2 separate regions of the Drosophila melanogaster genome follow, and region 1 is linked to region 2. The links are chromatin contacts, called in public Hi-C maps. All regions are on one chromosome and are shown on one strand. The core of a region is the stretch at or near the end of the contact, and the rest is flanking DNA. Distances in the headings are between cores, read along the strand shown.

Region 1 (6,562 bases), core at 3,853-6,352, 1.7 Mb before region 2:
GTACAATGCATTAAATCCAAAGTGTCGTCTCTCACTTCCCTGCTTATAGTGGACCGTGACATGACTGGAACGTGCCTCGATAATCCTTGGCGAGCTGTAGGGAGCACAGACAACGGCTAAGAGCTGGTTCTGCTGAGTGGCACCTGTCAGGTCCGGCAGACTGTCATATATGTACACAGCATTCTCATCACAATCCATGGCCAGACTCTGCCACTGGAACTCCAGCTGAAGAAGCGATTTCTCTGCCTGCAATGTCTTCGGTTGTAATATCCACAAGCACTCTTTTACCTCCAGGCTGGCGCCCCATGGTGATCGATAAGATTGATATGAGCCAATAGCACTCTTGCCAATATTAGTTAATATTCCGCGTGATTCACATTGGTAATAGCATTTACCGCCGCCTCGAGGATCTCCGTAGTAGCCGGGAGCGCACAGTTCACAATTAAGTCCCTGGGTATTGTCCTTGCAATAGCACTCACCGTTGCTGACATTACAGACACCCAGATCTTGATTGCCATGACCGTTGCACTCGCAGGGAAGACATCCGTGTGGAGCGGTAGCGTTTCCATAGCTCCCTTGCCGACATCGCTCGCACTTTTCACCTTCCGACCAATCCTGACACTGATCACATTTCCCCAATCGTTCATTGCATGTCGAGTGATTATTGCATCCACAACTTAGTCCACAATCCGCTCCAGTCCAACCCAAAGCACAGCGGCAGGTGTAATCCGGCGGTCCTGAGCAATTTCCGTTTTGGCATAACTCATAGCAGGTCCTCACACAACTGAACTTGCCATCGCCTATGTAACCTCTTCGGCAATGGCAATTGTAGCTTCCCTGGGTATTGGTGCACTTCGCCTCCTTATGGCAATCGTGCAGACCCAGTCCACACTCGTCGACATCTGGACACTGGGCGTACGCCCACTCCGCATCGTGATGCGAGGAACTATTTAAAGCCAGTGAACAATTTCCAGCACTGTAGCTAAAATCACCCTGCATGCAGATGCCCTCGATGGGATTGTCACGATCGAAGCACCAGCCACAGCTCAGTGTTCGTAGACAGGATGAACAATTTCGATGCTGTTCGCAGGATTTGCATTGCTGCTGAAGAAAATGCGGTGTCTGCTGGGGTTTGTGATCGGCTATTTCTTGCGTCTGACGACTGACTACCTGATCCACCCATTCTCGGCACATTCCAAACTGATACTCGCTTGTGTAAACGGAAAAACTGAAGCACTGTGCGCTGGCCTCACACCAAACGCATCGTCCACGCTCGCCGAGGCATTCCTGACAGCCATGCCGTTCTCTGCAGGATCGTGGGCAATGCTCAACCGCCCGCACACTGCTATTGGTCTTGCCAATCCTACCGCAACGGGCGTCCTCGGTCCACCACTCGCACTCCCCACTCCGGGCGCAGGCCTCGCAGCTAACGTAGTTAGTGCAGTTCGAACACTGACTGGGCTGGCTGATCAGGTATGACCAGTGAAAGGTATCCAGAGTCTCCATCTTGCACACTTCAGTCTCGTTGACGGATCGCAAATGGCAGATATTGGTGAGAGGACACCAAGCACAGGAGGCGTCAGTGAGGCAGTGCAGACAGTTGGAGTACTGAGTACACTTGCCAGAGTAGTATGGTTCCAAATACTCGAATGTGAAGGCGTTTAGCTGGCCGTTATGCAGGTGCTGAAGTTCCATCTTGGTCTTTTGATAGGCGTTGTAAATACCGTTTCCTCCAATCCTTCGTCGAGTCTGTAGTTTAATATTTTTTAATTAGAAGTAGAGAAAATTGTGTAAAGCACTCACCTGAAAATCAATGGTGAAAGGTTGCTCGGTGGTTGGAAGCTGGACATTGCTGCAGTAGCTCTGGTTTGAGCTCTGCGTAGTGACGTTTACAAGCTCATCGAGATTAAGACCCAGGCCAGCGCGCAACACAGCCGAGGAGTAACTGGTGCACACCTGGATGGCTGAGTTGTTCCATTGATGTTGCGGACGCACGAATCCCACCAAACGGGCCAGCATTTCTCCTTCGAGTTTGTGCTCAAAATATGTGGTAAACGGCGGCGAGGCAAAATCCACCATAGTAGCATTCACAATACCCACGTAATCCGGCATGGTGTAGTTGATCGGAAAGTGGTACTTGATATATGTAAGTCCCGGGCGTCGATCAGTACTGGTGCACAACGATGGTCGCCGAATCTCAGTGCCCTTGTCACCCCACCAGCCTGAACTATCTCCACATATTCCGTAGTTGTCATCGCGATGATGGCATTTTGCATTCTGTACACACCATGTGCACTCGTTTAATCCCAGTTTGCTGGCCACCGAGAATGCTGCCTTATTTCCGGATGACTTTCCCCATTGCGAACCATGTACCAAACACGAGTGACAATCGCCGAGTGAGGGGCATATACCTGGGCATCTGGTGGTTTGCAGATTAGTTGTGCAGTTGGCACCGATGGTGCGACCGTAGCAGCTGCTATCTGCCGAGCACCAGCCACATTCCGGATTCGAAAGGCAGGCGGTGTGCGAGGAATGCAATCTGCAGGAGATCTCCGGATTGTAAAGAGTATTCTCAACCCTTAGCACCTGGGGAAGTTCGTAGGCAAAGAGATCCGCATTCACATTTCCATGGTAACCGCCGACAATCAGGAGTGTGTGATTCCGGCGCAGAGCAGCCGCATGTGCAAATACACCCTGCGGCTTGGGGTAAAGACTATCATCAGCGGAAACCACTTGATTAATCCAAATGTGACAGCTAAGATGGTACCAGTACATTTGGTTGTCATAGCAAATCTCATCTTTGTTGTGCCGGTGAGTATAGCCACCGAAGACAACCATGTAGTTGCCCGAAATGGTGGCCGTGTGGAATGCTCGCTCCCTGGGTATATTGGTGTCCCTGAGCGCCGTTCGGGGGTATAAAATCTCCGTCCAGTGCATTTGATCCAGTTGAAATGCGTAAATACGATCCGAGAGCTTAGAGAAGCGGGCCAAGCTCGTCATGATTCCACCAAACACAATTAACGAATTGGTGGCTTTGTAATAGACCGTCGAATGCGCTGCCAGGCGAACGTCCAAGGTCTTGCCGCCTCTCGGTTGCACCAGCTCCCATTGCGAATCTTCAGAGAGGGGAAGTGGGATACGATATACGCTGGATGAGAACTCACCCGTCTCCAGACTACCACCGAATATATAGAGATACGATCCAGCGGTGTTAAGCGTATGCCTGGCCAAAGCAGGCGGCTTCACTGCGGACCTAATGGCCATTTGCTTCCATTTGCCACCACTTTCCGTATTATTGTACTGCCAGAGATCACTGTAGAAACTACCATTGGCATGCTTCCCGCCATAGATAACGAAGCCGCCGGGCACACTATCCGCTGCATGGCCATATCGTCCGTGCGGCTTGTGATCCGTAACCTCCTCCAATATATCTTCCAGATACTCGTTCAACTCTTCATCCGTCGAATTCGCATTCACAATCGTAAGAGGCAGGGAGGAGCGCGTGCGGCGCTGGTGCAGATTGGATTCCGCCAAGGTGTACAGAATGTTGCGGAAGAAGCTTACGTCGCTATTCAGACCCCATAGCTTGGCCTCGTCCTCGTTTTTGTGCTGGAGAACGGCCTTAAGCAAGGTATGGTCGATTTTTTGAGGATGGTAGAAGTGACGGCGACTCTGGAGCGCAATACCCCATTCATCCTCCCACTGGCTGGTGCTGAAGCGATAAATCTGAAATCCAACCAAATTAGTACGTTCTTTTGTATCGTGAATACAATAGAATAGTGTATACGACTTACCTGAAGCGTGCTTATCACGTTATTTAGATCATATCCGCCGAAGACGTAAAGTGCGTCCTCGTCTTCCATGTATACGGCGCTGTGGGCGGCACGGGCCGTCATTCCCTCGGCGTCGGTGGCCAGCCAGCGCCAGCTGCTGCCCGCTGGATGATCACTCAGATCACAGAGCCGGCCGCTGTAACCGCGCGAGCAATGGCATATGCTTTTCTGGCAACGACCTCGTCCCTGGCTCTCACCACATCGCTGGGGACAGGCCTCATCCTCGCAGTCGGGGCCCACCCACTCGCCGTGACAAACGCACTGATGACCCACGCACTTTCCATGATTATGGCAGTTGTTAAGACAGTTTGATATGTAGTAAGAGGCGCGAAAGCCGTCCAGCACGTAATTCGTGTCGCTGTACATCAGGATGAGCATCTGCAGAAAGAAGATAAGCTATGAGAAGGGCATCTATGAATGGTGAACAGTGTCCCTTAATGGCTGCCACCATGTTATAAATATATTGGTACAAGATCAAGCTTAGCGGATGTAAGTTTGACCCTAATGCATAAAGATAATATTCAACAGATTATTTTGGAGCCTGTCTCATTGAAGGTCATGAATGGTAAAAATATTCCGGGTTTCTAATTGTGCAAGTTTTTGAATAACTTTATTCCACAAATAGATCCTATATATTTAACCACTCGTCAAGGCAAAACACAACTTACACTCCCGCTGCGCGCCACCAGTCGCTGGGGCTGGGTGCGTCCACTGAAGCTCCCCAGGAGCGTCGAGTTGAAGGAGTCGCCATCATAGACGTAAATGTAGTCGTAGGAGCACTCGGTGCCCATGCTGTGGAAGGTTAGCGTGATGTACTGGCTATCATTGCGCGCCTTGATGAGCCACTCGCAATGTGAGTCCTGCGTGTAGTTAAAGCCGGAGGGTCCATCGGAGATTTCGCCGTAGGGCTCCGTGAACACCTTCCGGCTGCGATCGCATGGCGCCGACGGCGATGTGGACGGGTGGGCCTGCTCTGTTTGCAGCACCAGCGTCCAGAATGTCAAGGTTGCTAGCAACGCGTACATTTTCTGCATTTTAATCGCTCACTTTTTATGCAAATTTTTGGCTATCTAACTGGTTGCCGTTTTGGCCGTTTAGATTTGCTCTAGCCAGCGCACGCTGGCTGCTGCCATTGCTCACGACTTGCCGCTGGGCCCGGGCCACCAGCGCATCCGGTTTCGGCTGCTGGAGATTCGCTATATTTCCAATTATTTTCCACAGAAAATTGTTGAAAATATTTCGATTTATTTTTTTTTTGTATCGGGCCCTATCGGTCTTCGATAACGACGTTGCTTGTCGCCGCCTATCGCTGCAAGTCGCGAGCAAAACAAAACATATGTTTCGCCCTCGATGGCAATGCCACTTTCACTTTTTGGTATTTTCTTAAAATCTGATTGATCTGGCAGCGCTCAGCATCAAGTGACCGTTAAGATATCGAAATATTATATATGAAATATATTATTTTGTCATTTTATTAGCATATTTCTGTGGAGATCGATGAAAAAACCAAGCATTCAGTTCCATGAACATTAAAAATTACTTGAAAATAATTAATGTGGGGCAAAAATGTATTATACGTAGGTTCGCAGATAAAGTTTCGTGACACTAAAAATACATAAAACAAACAAACATGGTATACCTAATTGATAAGGCGTTTACAAACTTCATTAACTAATAATAATAGTATTCTTCTGTACTAAGTTTCAATATATGCACATTCAAAACAAATGTAAAAACAATTGATTTTACTTCAAAAAGTAGAAAATAGTTTAAACAGTGCTTAAGAACTATACAAACATCGATATGCATATCAAGTCACAACAATGAAACGAAAACCTATCGATAGCGCATGGCTTGACGGCACGCTGCCATCGCTATGTGATTTCCTTCTTTTTTCGCCTTCACGAAATCAAGATGGTAAGCGTTTCCCGAAATCGTTGAACATCCGCAATTGTTATGCCCGAAATTAAGTGATTCCGCCAAAAGAGCGGGAATACCGAAATGATTGACCCAAGGAGTGGTCTATCGCGGATCGCGACGGCCAACAAGTGCGTTGCTGTTCGGCTTAAAAATTCGGTGTCGCTGCCCAAGGAATTTTGTACTAATGGGATTTGTGTGTTTTCCAGGTGAACGTACCGAAACAACGCCGCACCTTCTGCAAGAAGTGCAAGGTCCACAAGCTGCACAAGGTGACGCAGTACAAGAAGTCCAAGGAGCGCAAGGGAGCTCAGGGCAGGCGTCGTTACGACAGGAAACAGCAGGGTTTCGGAGGTCAGACCAAGCCCATCTTCAGGAAGAAGGTAAGTGCCCCCATTCGTCTAATGCTACCGGGATCGCTTGCCGCCGGATTGCCATCGACACTAATGGCGGCTAGATTGGAATCCCTGGAATGGCGCTTCGTAGAACTAAATCGCTGCGCTCGTTGAGCATTATGCTTTTTGGTGGGAAAAAACTGTGCCAGATCAAAACTGTTGTTGCACTGGTGCGGCCGTGAAGGCAACGTTGTGTGGCATCCATGCCCACAACGCCCCACCGGCAACTTCAGACAATCCAAATGAATTCATGACCACCATTTGTATGCCGCTTGCTAACTGGAGTTCTAATTCCATTTTAGGCCAAGACCACCAAGAAGATTGTGCTGCGTATGGAGTGCACCGAGTGCAAATACCGCAAGCAGACTCCCCTGAAGCGTTGCAAGCACTTCGAGCTGGGCGGTGACAAGAAGCGCA
Region 2 (7,474 bases), core at 509-3,008:
CTCCAGCGACGAGGCATAGTTCGAGGCCATTGTATCGCTGCCGCTGTACGCCGAACTGGTGTCACTGGAGTGCGAGCCCCGGTTGCATTTTTGGTGCAGTTCCGGCCGGTTGATTGTAGTCGAGCTGCCCACCACCACTCCTGTGCCTGCTATGCTTGTGGGTGGATACTGTTGGGGAGAGAGGTCAATTTAATTCAAGTACAATAAGCTAATCTGCGCGCACTCACATGATGTCTGATATGGTGATACGGATCCATGAGGGGTAGCTTTTGCTGTGGATGCTGTCTACAACGACATGCCAACCTTTGCCCCGTTTGATGTGATATGTGATGAGATTAGACTTTATACTTAACTGAAAAGGTTGAGAAAGGACCATGGTTAGAAACAAAAGAATTAGTGTGTAAGTCATCTTATAAGTAAAGGATTCAATACGCTTCTGTTCTTTATAAACCTCTTATTTTATATCAAAATTCCGTACGTCTAAAGAACTGAAATCGGACTTCTAAAACCACAATCAACTTTCTGTAACTTGTTATATCCTCATGATCACGGATATAGATAAAAGCAACAATAGTGGCAACTTTTAAAATTGCCATTTGTTCATTGTTTGCTTTTGTAACCGAAAACAATTGGCCGAGAGATTAGCCATTGTATAGCGTTTGGGCCAATTTGAAGAAAGGGTGGCCCAAATCGCGGATGTAGTGGCATCTGCGGAGCTTTGATTGCGATGCACACGGCGCTCGAAAACAAAGGTTTTCGAAACGAAATTGCTGTGAGAGTTTGTTAGTCAATTCTTATTCGGCTTTTTGTTTGCTGGCCGCGCAGGTTGCTGCTTTTGTTTTTTAATTTTTGTTTTTTTTTTTTTGCTGGGTTTTTTTTGCTGCCCGCACTAACACACTTTCATTTTCCGCCACAACAAACACAATGCTGCCAATAAATTAAGGCAAACAAAAACAATCGGAGAGCGGGCGAAAATTCTCATGGGAGATTGAGTATGCGCTGCCTACGCGTCGGCGGAGTGTGCATGTGTGTGGGAGCCAAAGCTGCTACTGTACGTGAGAGCGATTGCTGAGCGTTTGCATGTGTGTGTGCGAGGGGGCGAGCGACACAGAAAAATAATAACAAAAAATGAAACGAAAATTGTAGGCGACGACATCCGAAGCGCGGATAAGCCATACACAACAATAATAATAGGAGCATTGCAAAATCAAAGCGTAGTAAATAAAACACACTTTGCACCACCCACACAGACAGCAGACGCACTAACACACTCGCACAGCCAGCAGATATGGGCGTGTTTGGTGCAGTTGAATGGTTTTTGCAGCCAGCAAGGGTCCTCCAGTGGCGGGGGGTGGGGAGTTGGTTGGGACTGTGTTTATGCCCCTGCACTTGCTAATTATACGCACTTTTTTTTTAGACGCAAGTAGTTTCCCAGCTGCCCTTTTTGCGTACACTGCTGCATAAAGAGATTCAAGCAGCCTGTGTGTGTATTGGTATTGTGGTGCGCATTGTTGGAATTTCTTTCACTCACACACACAAACACACATCTCGACGAGGAAAAGTGGCTGTTGCACTGCAGTTTTGTGAGCGCTTTTCGCTCTCAGCTGCGTGGCCGAGTGTGTAAGATGGTATTTCGAGTTGCTTTCATTTGGTGAATTAGTTTTTCGATTCGAGGGCGACCGTTTAATTTAGAAAAATTAAGTAGCTGAAAACTAAAAGTCCGACGCGTCTTACAGTGTGACCACACCGCTCAGTGATACCAGGTTTTCTATACTATCTATGACTATCGCTGAATTGCGGTATTTAAATACCGATTGGTTGGTATAGATTGTTCACTAAGTTCCTTTTTAATACGCTAGTGGCGCCACTTCTGTTTCAAAAAATACCCGCTGATCTGGGAATCGGTTATTTCTGCTTTATGTTTTTTAAAACATTTATTTATAGATGGCGCCTTGGTGATTTTTATTATTTTCATACATTACCGTTATCAATTTATAAATTGCAAACTTTTTAAAACAAAGTCAAGTTTGCCCCAGAAAATCGAAATGCTGTGTTTTTAAGGATTTTTCTTTATTTATAATCTAATGCAATTTCTTCCATTTCAAAAAGCGTACAATTCTGAGTTTCATCTTTAGAGTTCTTTTTATTAAACATGATTGTGCTCAACGATTTTCTTTCTTGTCTCTACTTTTTGCTTATTTATATTTTGAGTTACACTGATCTTTAGAAAGGGAAACGTATCGTTTAGTTTATGGTTATGCTAAATTAAAATAATTATATTTATATTTAGTAAAGAATCATTTTAAATATTTGGAATACATGAAAACCATTGAACTCTTAACTGAAATAATGTAAATGTCGTCTATCATGCAAATTTAAAACGAACTTACAACTATGCTTATGATTAAAACTTATTTTCTTAGATCGAGTTGATATAACTGCATATCTTTATTCAGCGAAACCTTTTTAAGCATTTGATAGAATACAAATTAAATAAAATAGATATACGGTTATTAAGACTTTGTACAGCACAAGAAAATAGGAGGGAAAAGGCACAGTAAAAATTTGGTTAAACAAAATACATTTTTGATATGCGTCTAATTGACTTTTGTGTAGACTAGAGATTTAAGAACGAATGTCTGCGATTAGCCTAGGTTTTTAACTCGAACGAGTTTAGATTTGCAGAAATACAAAGCAATTTGCACAATTGTTTTCACACTTCTTTGTTTAAACAGTTATTGTCAAAATTATATGCAGGCTTTAAATATTTTTTTTCCATCGCGATACATCGTCAAAATGCAGTTGTAATTTCCAGGAAAAGGGGCAGCAACGGCAGGTGGACATTATTTAGTTTTTATAAATATAGACTCATTTCACTTTACTCTAGTAAATATGTAAAGCATAATTGATTTGATAGATAGCGTTCAGGTGGAGGAGCGATAGGTACACACATATGTCAATGTTTTCATTTTCGATTCCATTTAATTATCCATTGGATAGAATGCACAAATATTACCATACGGAGTTTTCTACCAATATTATTTACACTTAAACTCTTTCAATGTGTATTATTCGAGGGATTTTATAAGCTATTCACTTGATTGTGTCCTTAGAAGTATAATATTTGTTAGCGATTCCTGTGTTTTACCGTACAAACAGTCGTTACCTCTGATATACATACATATTTGGATAATTTCCGATTGGGCATACCCAGTCGAAGAATGTGTAACGTATTAAATTCGGGGTTTGATTTGCGATTGTTATTCATTAAGTTCTCTACATGCATTTCTCTTTAAAATTACGTTCTTCCCGGATAGCTGTCGAAATTGATAATTGAATTATAACCTGCTAAAATCATGTTCAATTCGTATTTCTACGCCTAGAATGTTTCAATACATGTGTGTATGGGTCTGTGGCTTAAAACCTAAATTCTTGCGCTGCAGATACAAATGTATCTCGCGGAAACTGGGTCGACTCGACTCGTCGCGCTGCCAGCACTCGCACATCAGATCGTAAATCTCTCGCGGACAATTCGGAGGCATTGGCAAAAGTTCCTAGAAATACGAGGCAACATAATTCTTTGACCACATCAATAATTGTTTCTATAGCCACTCACATGCATTTTGTAGTCCCGATATATGAGGCCGATGTTTTCAATTACACTTTTGTCCGACAAATGCTCGTAGGGCTGCTCCCTGGCGAAAGTCAATATTTCCCACAGGGCAACCGCAAAGGACCACACATCCGATTTCGTTGTGAACTTGCCCTGCAAAGAGGTATTATCAAACCATGTTAGATAACAGATAGATCATTTAATTATTAGGAGATACACATATATAAAACCAAGGGAAATTGCAAAAAGTAAGTATATTTTTGAAGCGGTAAGTATTTGGTTGTCCCACATTCATTTTATCTTAGCTCCTTTTAGCTCCTGTTCATGTATCTAAAACCTTTTGCAGCCTTTCATTATACGCAACAGCGTTCCACAATCCGCCCCCTTATCAATTCCGATTTTTCCTGCAGTGCTATACACTCACTCGTTCGTTTATTTGGGCCCTGTTGAACGCCTCTGGAAACCTCTAAAAGCATCCTTTTCTCCCCAAACCACGCCGACTCGTACTCGTACTTGTATCTAGTCTTTCTGCCTCCCAGAGGCTCTTTGTTTTTATTTTTATCTGTCATATTGTGTGGGAATGTTTGTACGTACATACATACTATATTCATGTACATTTCGTTCCGTTTGCTTTTCGTAGTCTGGCCAAAAATCTGCTCCCGGTTTTCGTGTAGTTAATTAATTTAGTTGGTGCGGTTTTTGCTTGGGGATTTATAAAATATTTCACTCGGTTTTTGGTTACTTTTACGCTTTGCCAAATGTTTTTTTCTACTCACTGCTTTTGTTATAAAATTGCGTATGAAACGTTTTTTCGGTCAAAAAAAAAAAACACTCACGACATAAGACGAGTTGAGCACCCAATGGGTTAATGGACTCTGCATGTTTGTTAATTAACCAGCCGCCTAATTGGGGCTACATTTTACATTATTTTATTGATTTGATGTGGGCGTTGTATTATTATATAAAAAGAATAAATAGAGTCAATACAGAAACAAGGGTACATATTTCATAAAAGCTTGTTCGCCATGGAGAGGCATTAACCCAACGAAAAGGGTAATTCTGACCAAATATAATCATAAGGTATTAAAATTGACATTTAACAGCCGAAACTTTTAGGGCTTAATAACTATAGTTACAATTGAACTTTGAAATTTGTCATTGAACAAGTGATTTGTTGTCAGTCCTCTGTTTCATTAATTAAAATGGGGTTTACTAAGCCCGCCTTTGTCACATTTTAATTAGTATATATATATATGGATTTACTGTTTAAGGTTTCATATAAAGCTTCTAATACACAAAAAATATGATATATAAATGTCATTCTTGTTTATTGTTGCACATTTGGGTATGGGTATGTACTAACTAAGTTACTACTCACGCCTATAAAACGTTCAAAGTTATGTTATTAGTAATGCAGAACTTTGATTGGATTTTCACACAAAATATTCTAGTTTTGAATAGGTGTTTTTTGATATTACTTTATATATAATATAATATGATCTATATACTATAATATCTTACCAATAGGACGCTCTCCCAAGCCATCCAGCGAATGGGCATGGGCTGGCTCTGTCTGCCGGTGAAGCCCTCCAATTGGCAGTAGTCCGACGCGTAGGCCGAGCGGTTTATCACAGTGCCGATGGAGCAGACTTTGACGCACAGTTCGGGGCCAATGATGCAGCTCCTGGAAGGAAGCGGAGCACATGGCATGAGGGCAATTAAAAAATAAATACCAGAAAATAAATATTAGGCCAGAGAGCTAAAGCGCCCCAAAGATACTCGTGCAATGTCAAGGATTCCAAATATTTGCATTTGCTTAGACAAAAGAACGCCCCCAGTGTTCTCTACGTCCAGTTTGTTTTTCAAAGGAGTTGACTTTGGCTTGCAAATTAAAAATGACAGATTTAATGGAAAAAGTACGGAACAAGAATTTATAAATAGGTTTCATCCTTGTATGGCTTAGTGTGAAATTCACAAGTACTGCAATTTATCAGTTCTATAAAGTTGTTACTCAATAAAAATTAAATGCGTGAGTTCTAAGTGGAAAAAAGTCCTCTCTTTTCTGGAATTTGTATAAGTTCGAAGAAATACAGTTGCTAGGATATTTAAGTACCTATAGATACGTGTGGGTTTTCATGTCGAAATCAATAAGTGCTTCTTTCGCTCTAATCTGAGGAATCAACATCGAAACTAATTATCGACCTCTGAATAAGGAAGGTAGGGGCACCGCCCCTTAAGTGGAAGGCTAATCAAATATGCAAGGACCAAGTGGGCTGAAGGACTAAGCGCCCGACGCTTCAGGACTAATCTCCTGCAGCGGAGCATAAAGTGAGCCATAACCCATCAGCCGACCGGTCTGACAAGCATAATTTCCTGTCTCTCAATATTGAAAAAGGATATAAAGTCCTGTCATATTGCAAATAAAATGTAAGCTTGAAGTGCTAAGAGCGACGTCGTTGTCTTGACATGTAATGCGTTTAGCCCAAACAGCAAACCACATGTCGAGAAGGGGTCGAAAAGGGCAAGTTGCAACCCTCGCCTCGGATAGACAACTGTTTCTGATTTCGGCGCATTATAGATTTCCATTTCCAGGACGTGTCAACAGTTTGAACGAGTGCGAGTGCGACGACGACGAGTACGAGTATGAGGTGAGCTGAGTGAAAGGTTTAATTTTCCACAAACATGCGAAGGGGCGGCAACACTGGAATTGTGGGTCGCTGGCTGAGTGAGTAGTTAAGTAGGCTTGCCAGGGCTGTTTATGGATTGGCTTGGATTTCCATTCCATAGACAAGCACTGACAGTGACGTCGACACGTGTCGAGGCTTCTCCAGCTGAAAACCGAGACCAGTACGAATGTACACATTCATTACACGGTTCCGATTACTTCTGAAAAAGCAATATACTTCTGATCGATTACAGTTACTTTCTATAACATTTAATTTCATAAAAGTTAATAAATGTTTTCAAAACGTTGAGGGTATAGAATCATTAATCGAGTTGGCAGCACCGTGTAGTTTCACGTAGGGACGAAGCGCATTGAGCTGGGTGCAAAAACTTATGTATAGATTAAGCTTATATTTTTCATGAACGTTTTATGTAAAAAAGCCTTTTAAAGATAGCATACCCAAAATATTCATGAAAAACTGCAGGTTCACGCTGCAATTTTTCGCATAACAGCGAGATAAATTCAGTTTAAAGCAATTGTTCCCATGCGAGATACATATGCATATGTATATGATATGAATTGATTAATTGGAAAGCTTGTATCAATTTCCCTGGGACACTCCGGTCATTTTACCTACTTGCATGCAGTCGACATGCGGCAATTAATTAAAACATCAGCAGCAACACTTTGATGGTAATAGCCCACCCGTGCGACTAAAAGAGCCAAGTTACAGGAATCGAAAGCAAGCTTCGCCTGGGGACTTGGCCAACAATTTCACATGTCAACGCATGCAAAAATGAAACGGGGGCGGAACTATGTCACAAGGGGTTTGCAAACCTGATCAGGTGGAATGCTGAATGCAGGGGGTGTGCATTGTGGGTGCTGCTGCTGCCAATAAAGGTCAAATTAAGGGGTCGCAGCGGAAGGTCGCTGACTGCTGCGCATGCATTTAACCTCTGACATGGCGACGCGTTCAAATAAAATGAAAATACAGTAGCAGCAGCAGCAGCAGCTGCAACTGCAGTAGCATCCGCATCCGCATTCGCATGGGGCGGGAATGGCTCCGGCTTGAGCTCCCCTCGGGTGGAGCTACTAACGTTGCCATGACACCGCCGGACATTCCGAAATGCTCCTGGGCCATCGGAGCTGGAAATGATGCTCAGCCAGGCGGCAGTAGTTGCCATGTCAGAACTATT

What was found. A called contact is a pair of places that touch in the nucleus more often than the background predicts.
Region 1: a contact with region 2 is called in a Hi-C map of the Kc167 cell line, with 6 times the contacts expected there. The contact joins the promoter of Megf8 here to the promoter of PDZ-GEF in region 2. A contact is called at or near these places in 12 of 107 Hi-C or Micro-C datasets (the Kc167 cell line, the ML-DmBG3-c2 cell line, the OSC cell line and 4 more).

Annotation. Positions count from the first base shown.
Region 1 is chr2L:8,042,011-8,048,572 of dm6, reverse strand. It overlaps Megf8 (Multiple EGF like domains 8), which reads right to left and starts at 5,102. Exons shown (of 6, transcript NM_135336.4): 1 at 4,502-5,102; 2 at 3,795-4,211; 3 at 1,804-3,726; 4 at 1-1,749. The coding sequence starts at 4,858. It overlaps RpL36A (Ribosomal protein L36A), which reads left to right and starts at 5,664. Exons shown (of 3, transcript NM_001298808.1): 1 at 5,664-5,750; 2 at 5,960-6,133; 3 at 6,448-6,562. The coding sequence starts at 5,748. snoRNA:Psi28S-2648 (a small nucleolar RNA gene) reads left to right here and starts at 6,223; the gene lies at 6,223-6,384.
Region 2 is chr2L:6,318,051-6,325,524 of dm6, reverse strand. PDZ-GEF (PDZ domain-containing guanine nucleotide exchange factor) reads right to left here and starts at 1,758. Exons shown (of 8, transcript NM_001273197.1): 1 at 1,532-1,758; 2 at 228-352; 3 at 1-168. The coding sequence starts at 257. It overlaps Ddr (Discoidin domain receptor), which reads right to left. Exons shown (of 17, transcript NM_001298737.1): 15 at 5,135-5,297; 16 at 3,617-3,766; 17 at 2,059-3,554. The coding sequence ends at 3,390.